2 separate regions of the Mus musculus genome follow, and region 2 is linked to region 1. The links are chromatin contacts, called in public HiChIP or PLAC-seq maps. All regions are on one chromosome and are shown on one strand. The core of a region is the stretch at or near the end of the contact, and the rest is flanking DNA. Distances in the headings are between cores, read along the strand shown. Region 1 has its middle 31 kb from the start of Syt9. Region 2 overlaps Syt9 (synaptotagmin IX).

What was found. HiChIP or PLAC-seq counts read pairs in DNA pulled down with a chosen protein or histone mark.
Region 2: a contact with region 1 is called in an H3K27ac HiChIP or PLAC-seq map of embryonic stem cells, with 10 read pairs. The contact joins two enhancer-like sites. A contact is called at or near these places in 4 of 484 Hi-C or Micro-C datasets (the N1E-115 cell line, cortical neurons, nephron progenitors and 1 more) and 5 of 115 datasets of contacts at active chromatin or transcription factors (all in embryonic stem cells).

What each region holds. Positions count from the first base shown.
Region 1 is chr7:107,338,063-107,341,121 of GRCm38.p6, forward strand. No RefSeq gene overlaps it. Among named protein-coding and RNA genes, the nearest start is that of Syt9, 31 kb to the right of the region's middle. Within about 2 kb of position 1,784, at least 18 of the 459 cell types and tissues checked have an H3K27ac peak or open chromatin away from gene starts, as enhancers often do. A contact at or near this core is called in embryonic stem cells, where this site is marked.
Region 2 is chr7:107,533,884-107,537,020 of GRCm38.p6, forward strand. All of the region lies in intron 6 of Syt9 (synaptotagmin IX), which reads left to right. Among named protein-coding and RNA genes, the nearest start is that of Olfml1, 32 kb to the right of the region's middle. Within about 2 kb of position 1,583, at least 8 of the 459 cell types and tissues checked have an H3K27ac peak or open chromatin away from gene starts, as enhancers often do. A contact at or near this core is called in embryonic stem cells, where this site is marked.

The DNA of each region.
Region 1 (3,059 bases), core at 534-3,033:
GTCTACAGAGTGAGTTCCACGACAGCCAGGGCTACACAGAGAAACCCTGTCTCAAAAAACAAGAAAGAAAGAAAGAAAGAAAGAAAGAAAGAAAGAAAGAAAGAAAGAAAGAAAGAAAGAAAGAAAGAAAGAAAGAAAGAAAGGGGGGAGGAAGGAAGGAAGGAAGGAAGGAAGGAAGGAAGGAAGGAAGGAAGGAAGGAAGAAGTCAAGTTAACCATGTTATGAAGAAAAAAAAAAAAGCCTAAAAACAACTCTTTTCTGAGTTGTACAGGAAAGGATGTTCCAAACAGATCAACAGGAATAAGACACAGTGATACAAGATGCATGATAAAATCTGGAACATTCTGAATTTATGAAGCGTCTGATGTGTCTGCGAAAGACAGAGCTTTGAGGGCTGGGCAGCAGCCAGACCATGAGGTGTTTTAATGCCATGACAAAGACTTTGAACGTTATCCAGAAGGCAATCGGAACTTGAAGGCTTTTAAGGAAGAAGCAATAAGATTTAGACATGGGTTTTAAGCAGATCACTCCAGCATCAGTGTGGGAAATGAGAGGGGGAGGGGAAATGGAGTGAGGGAACCCATTAGGAAGCTATTAAAAAGGTTTGGGTGAGAATTTATGAGGCATAGCTAGAGTCAGTAGCCATGTGGGGAGGGATCCGGAAAGCTTCTTCTCAAGTGGGATAAACAAAGTTGCTCTTTGACTCTAGGATGAGGTGGATCATCTCTCTAGTCTTATCAGTTTAGGCTACTTAATACTATACTGATTTAGAAATAGGCAGAAGACAGAAATCTAGAATCTCAGACCTAAGAACAAAAGTTAAACAAAATTATAAAGGAAACACGAAGTAAAAATAAAAGGTGGAGAATGAGGAGAGGGGAGATTTAAAGTATTGAAATTCTGATACTAGTAGTGTCAAAATGTTGGCAACTAAAAAGTGCCCCTTGTGCTGGGGAATTCTCTCAGTAGTTAAGAGCACTGGCTGCTCTTTCAGATCAATAGGAATAAGACACGGCAGTACGAGAAGCTTGATAGAATCTGGAACATTCTGAATGTATGACACATCTGATGTGTCTACAAAAGTAGAAGCTCTGGGCCTGGAATGATGACTCAGCGGTTAAGAGCACTGACTGCTCTTCCATGATTTCAAATCCAATCCCAACAACCACATAGTGGCTCACAACCACCGTAATGAGATCTGACACCCTTTTTGGGTGTGTTTGAAGACAGCTACACAGTGTACTTATAATACTTACATATAATAAATAAATCTAAAAAAAAAAGTGGAAGCTCTGAGAGCTGGGCAGCAGCGGGACCATCAGGTATTTTATTGCCATGACAACTGGATTCCATTTTCTAGCACCCACTTGGAGTCTCACTGTCACCAAGGGATCTAGTGCTCTCTTCTGGCCTCTACAAGCACCAGGCATGAATGTAGTGCACAGACACACACGTATATGTGCACATGCACAGACACATAAATACTCTTGAACATAAAATAAAATAAATCTTAAAGGCTTAATTAAAGGACAGGATAGCCTCAGGATGTGAGGAGTTCTTCCCTTAGAACTGCATTTGGCTTTGACTAGTTGCCTTTTGAACTGGTTTAGAGGAAGTACTCAAGACCAGAAGGAAGTCTCTGAGAACAAAAGGTGTGATTGGTTTTCTTTGCAAGACAATAGCACCACATTCCTGAAAAAGGGAGGAAAACAGTGAGCCACTCCTGTCCCCACCGAGGGGATGGAGGCAAAAGATGGAGTCTCTCATTGTTGCAGTGAGCCCATTGACCTCTGCTAAAGGATAGGTGGAAACCTAGCACAGTAGCACACTCCTGTGATCCCAGCCCTGCGGGTAGAGGCAGGAAGGTCAGGGGTGCAAAGCTAGCTAGCCTCTCTTACATGGTGTCACTTACATGGAGTTTAAAGCCAGTGTGGTCTATGTGAGACTCGGTACTTAAACAAGCAAACAAATAACAAAAAATAGATGAGAAAGTCTAAGCAACTGAACAGGCTTGAGAAGGGTGACTTCTAGAGAGAAAGATGGTGTTAGATGCTGGCGTATCCTCCAGATCCTCCATGTAGGAAAAGGGTCCTCATTTTTCTTACTCCAGAAAGGCTAAAATGCAGGTTGTTCATGGCAAAGTCCCTTACCAGAAATTGTTAGTATGAGAAGTTATGTTTCTTCCCCACTGCAGCCTGCCCTTAGTCACTGGTCAGTGAAGGACAGTCAGGGTCCAGCCTCCAAGTCTTACTTCAGGATACCTTCTAAGGGCCATTCCAACTTCTTTGCATGATGGAGTCTCACATCCAACCTTTCCTTGGCAGATTCTGGTGTCCTTAGGGCTTCTTGAGTTTATTCCCAAAATAGATCAGGAGTTCAAGGACGGACTCAGAGGTCTTTTATAAACCTCCTGCACTAGATCTAATCTACAAAGTGTTTCAGAGGCACTCAGCATAAGGGGCTTGGGATGGTTAGGGGATTTTGTCATTGTTTTGTTTGTTTGGGGGTTTTTTGGTTTGTTCTTTGTTGTTGGTTTTTTTGTTTTGTTTTGTTTTCTTTTTTGCTTTTGCTTTGTTTTTCTCAGCTTGAAATAAATAGGGTCATCTGGGAAGAAGGAACTTCAACTGAAAAACAAACAAACGAACAAACACACCAGATTTGCCTGTAGGCAAGTCTATGGGAGCATTTTCTTGATTTACAGTTGATGCGGGAGGACTCAGCGTAGGGTGCATGGTGCTGCCCCTGGGCAGGTAGCCCTTGTGCATAAACAAAAGCAAGCCGAGTAAACTGAACACCAAGCCAGGAAGCAGTGTTCCTCCATGGCTTCTGCTTCAGGTCGCACTTGAGCTCAGTGTCCCAACTTTGCTCCTGCATTACAAACTGTGATGTGGACATAGAAACCAAATAAATAAACCGTTTCCTCCTCAAGTTTCTTTTAGTCATGGCCTTTAGCACAGCAATAAAAAGCAAACTAATAGAGGAGTGAGTGAATACATAGATTATTATTTTACACGTGTTCTTAGCCAAAAAGCTGAGAAGTCATATTGGAATCCTTGTTA
Region 2 (3,137 bases), core at 333-2,832, 200 kb after region 1:
TCCAGTGCTGGCTCCTGCCATCCTCATAGGCCAATATGCCTGGTGTGGTGGTTTGAAAGGTTTGGCCCCCATAGATTCATGTCTTTAAATGCTTGTCCATAGGGAGTGGCACTATTAGGAGGTATGGCCTTACTGGAAGATCTATGGCCTTGTTAGAGAAAGTACATCACTGTGTAGGTGGGCTTTGAGGACTTAAATATTCAAGCCAAGCCCCGTGTGGAATCCAGTCTTCTTAGGCTGTCTTCTGATCAATATTTAGAACTCTCAGCTGCTCCAGTACCATGCCTGCATGCTGCCATGGTTCCCACCATGATGACAATGGAGTAAACCTCTGAACCTGTAGGCCAGCCCTAATGAAATGTTTTACTTTATAAGAGTTGCACTGGTCATGGTGTCTCTTCACAGCAATAAAACCCTAGCTAAAACACCTTGTTTTTAAAAACAATACCTTGAATTAACAATGATATAATGTAAATATTCTTGCACCAAATTCCTCCTCTCACCAAGGCGCTTTATCATGCTATGTATATACATCATCCAATTGAGCTTTCACCCTGTGTGGTGCTTAATCGCCATTGGCAAGTTGTCTAACTTGGGAATCATCTAGGGGACATGTCTCTAGATGTTGTGTTTTATAAAATAAAGAGGCCAGGATATGTTTTGATAGAGGCATGGTATGGTGAGGTGGGAGGGGAGGTGCCTCATTAGGCCCATGCTGAGGTATCCCTTCCCCATAAAGTACCAATGCGACAAATATAGTATAGAATAGAGTTTATTTAGGACATGGGTAGGGGAGTTGGGAAGGGAGAAGAGAGAGAGCAGGGGGTGGGGGGAAGAAGAAGCTGGCCAGGAACACATGGAGAGAGATGAGGAAGAAGGAAGAAGAGAAGGGGGTCAGGGAAAGAAAGAGCAGAGAGTAAGAGAGAGAGCAGAGAGAATGAACTGGCTTATACTAAGCCAGGCATACCTGGCTGTTGCCAGGTAACTGTGGGGCAGAGCCTAGAAGGGTTGCTAACACTAGGTGTCTCTTTAAAGGGGAGTTTTCCAGGAAGATTTAGCTGAGCAAAGTAAACCCAGATGTAAGTGTGAGTGACACTATCCCATGGACTCAGGATTTGGCCTAAATAAAAAAGGGAAAGAAAGAGTGAACACCAACATTCATCTCTGCTTCCTGGCTGCGGACACAGTGTCACCCAGTATCTGGTGTTCCGCAAAGACTGTGTCCTCTCAAACTGAAAGCCAAAATAAGCCTGCCCTCCCCTAGGTTGCTTTTGCTAAATACTGTGTCACAGTAACAAGAAAGGTAAAGAGTGCAGCCTATAAACAGGCAAACAGTATTGTCTCCCACAAAACAAACTGAGCCTTACATAGTGTGTTCACTGTCACCAGCAGATGAGTGGCAAAGCAAGCAGGCTGAGTGGACCGTCTGTCCTAGTCTTTCTGTGTGACCCTCTTCAGTCTTGTCAGGTCTCGAATCAGTAACTTTGGACCTGGCCTTGTTGCTTTCCTTTGTGGTAGAGGTGATGAGAAGCCGGTCTTGGTTAACCTTGAGGTGTATAATGTGCTGCCGCTTGCTAACTCTGCCCCTGGGGCTCTGTCTTGGGCACAGCATACAAGGAGCTCCTCCCCCTCACCTGGTGTGAGAAGACAAAGCAGTATCCTTTACTTGTTTGTCAGAGCAGCAGCCATGCTTTATTCTGTAAGCAGCTGGGGTGTGTGTGTGTGTGTGTGTGTGTGTGTGTGTGTGTGTGTGTTTATCATCATCACAAAGGCAGACGAGATTGAAACAGGACTTTTGGTTCCAGACAGAGCTTTTAGACACAGTGTTCTTCCACACCACTGCTGCTAGAGTATAACCATCATAGCCATCCAGAGTGGATGGACCGCACAGGACGCTTTGGGAAAGGTTCTCCCTCTCACTTTCTCACTGTGTTAGTTGTGGTTTTTGTTACTGTGACCAAACACCTGAGACAAGCATGGAGGGAAGGAAGGGACAAGATGCTTTGAATGGAAATGGTGCCCATAGGCTCATAGGGAGTAGCATTGTTTGAAAGGATTATTTTATGCGCCCCTGTTGGAGGAAGTGAATCACTTCGGGGTGGGCTTTGAGGTTTCTAATGCTCAAGCCACGCCCAGTATCTCTCTCTTCCTGCTACCTGCCAGATGTAGAACTTCTCCAGCACCACATCTGTCTGTATGCCACCATGCTTCCCTCCATGATAATAATGAAGTAAACCTCTGAAACTATAAGCCAGCCCCAGTTAAATATTTTCCTTTATAAGAGTTGCTGTGGTCTGGTGTCTCTTCATAGTCTTAGGAACCTTAGCTAAGACAATGGGTTTATTTGGCTAACTCCTAACCTTACAACTAGGGAGGTGTGGCAGGGGAAATTCGAAGTGCTTCCAGAGTAAGGAAACAGAGATGAATGGTATTGGCTGGCTGCTTTCACATGGCTCTCCCTGCCTCAATTGGCCTAAACTAGATCATCTCTCAGACATACCTGTCTCCCAGGAAATTCTAGATCCTGTCAAGCTGACACTTGTTATAACCATCAAGCTCTCAGCCTGTAGCTGTTATACTTGACCTCTGCTTTGTTTCTTCTATTACAGTGTCCCTGGAAAGAGCATGCAGATATACTAACTCTCCTCACACTTTGCAGTCCCACGTCTCAGCCATTTAGAAGACATGTCTGTACCTCAGAGCTCAACCGGGTCTTGCACGATTAGGGATCATACAATTATGCTGGCTCTAAGAATTCTTTTCCCCTCGGTGTTAGTATTACTTGCTTCACTTAACAATGTGAGATGAAAACAAAGCCTAGGAATCCTCAGGAAAATTCTTTTGTTTCTACCCTGCTGGCATTGACTCACCGCCCCAGAGACCTCACATTCCCAAAAGCTTTGTGACGTAAGGAGCTTTGCTAATTTACTTTCAGTTGTTTTGATCTTGCTATTTCTTCCCCCCACCTAATCATCTGCTTCCATATCACCATAATTTCCAAACCCAGTAGGATGCATAGTGAACAATAGTGCAGTAAAACCGGGGAACTAAAAACCCTTTGTTTTTAAAATCTTAAAAGCTAATGGAGTTTTTTTCCCCCTTAATTTAGAGCTGCGCTATATTCTGTAGTGCCTCCC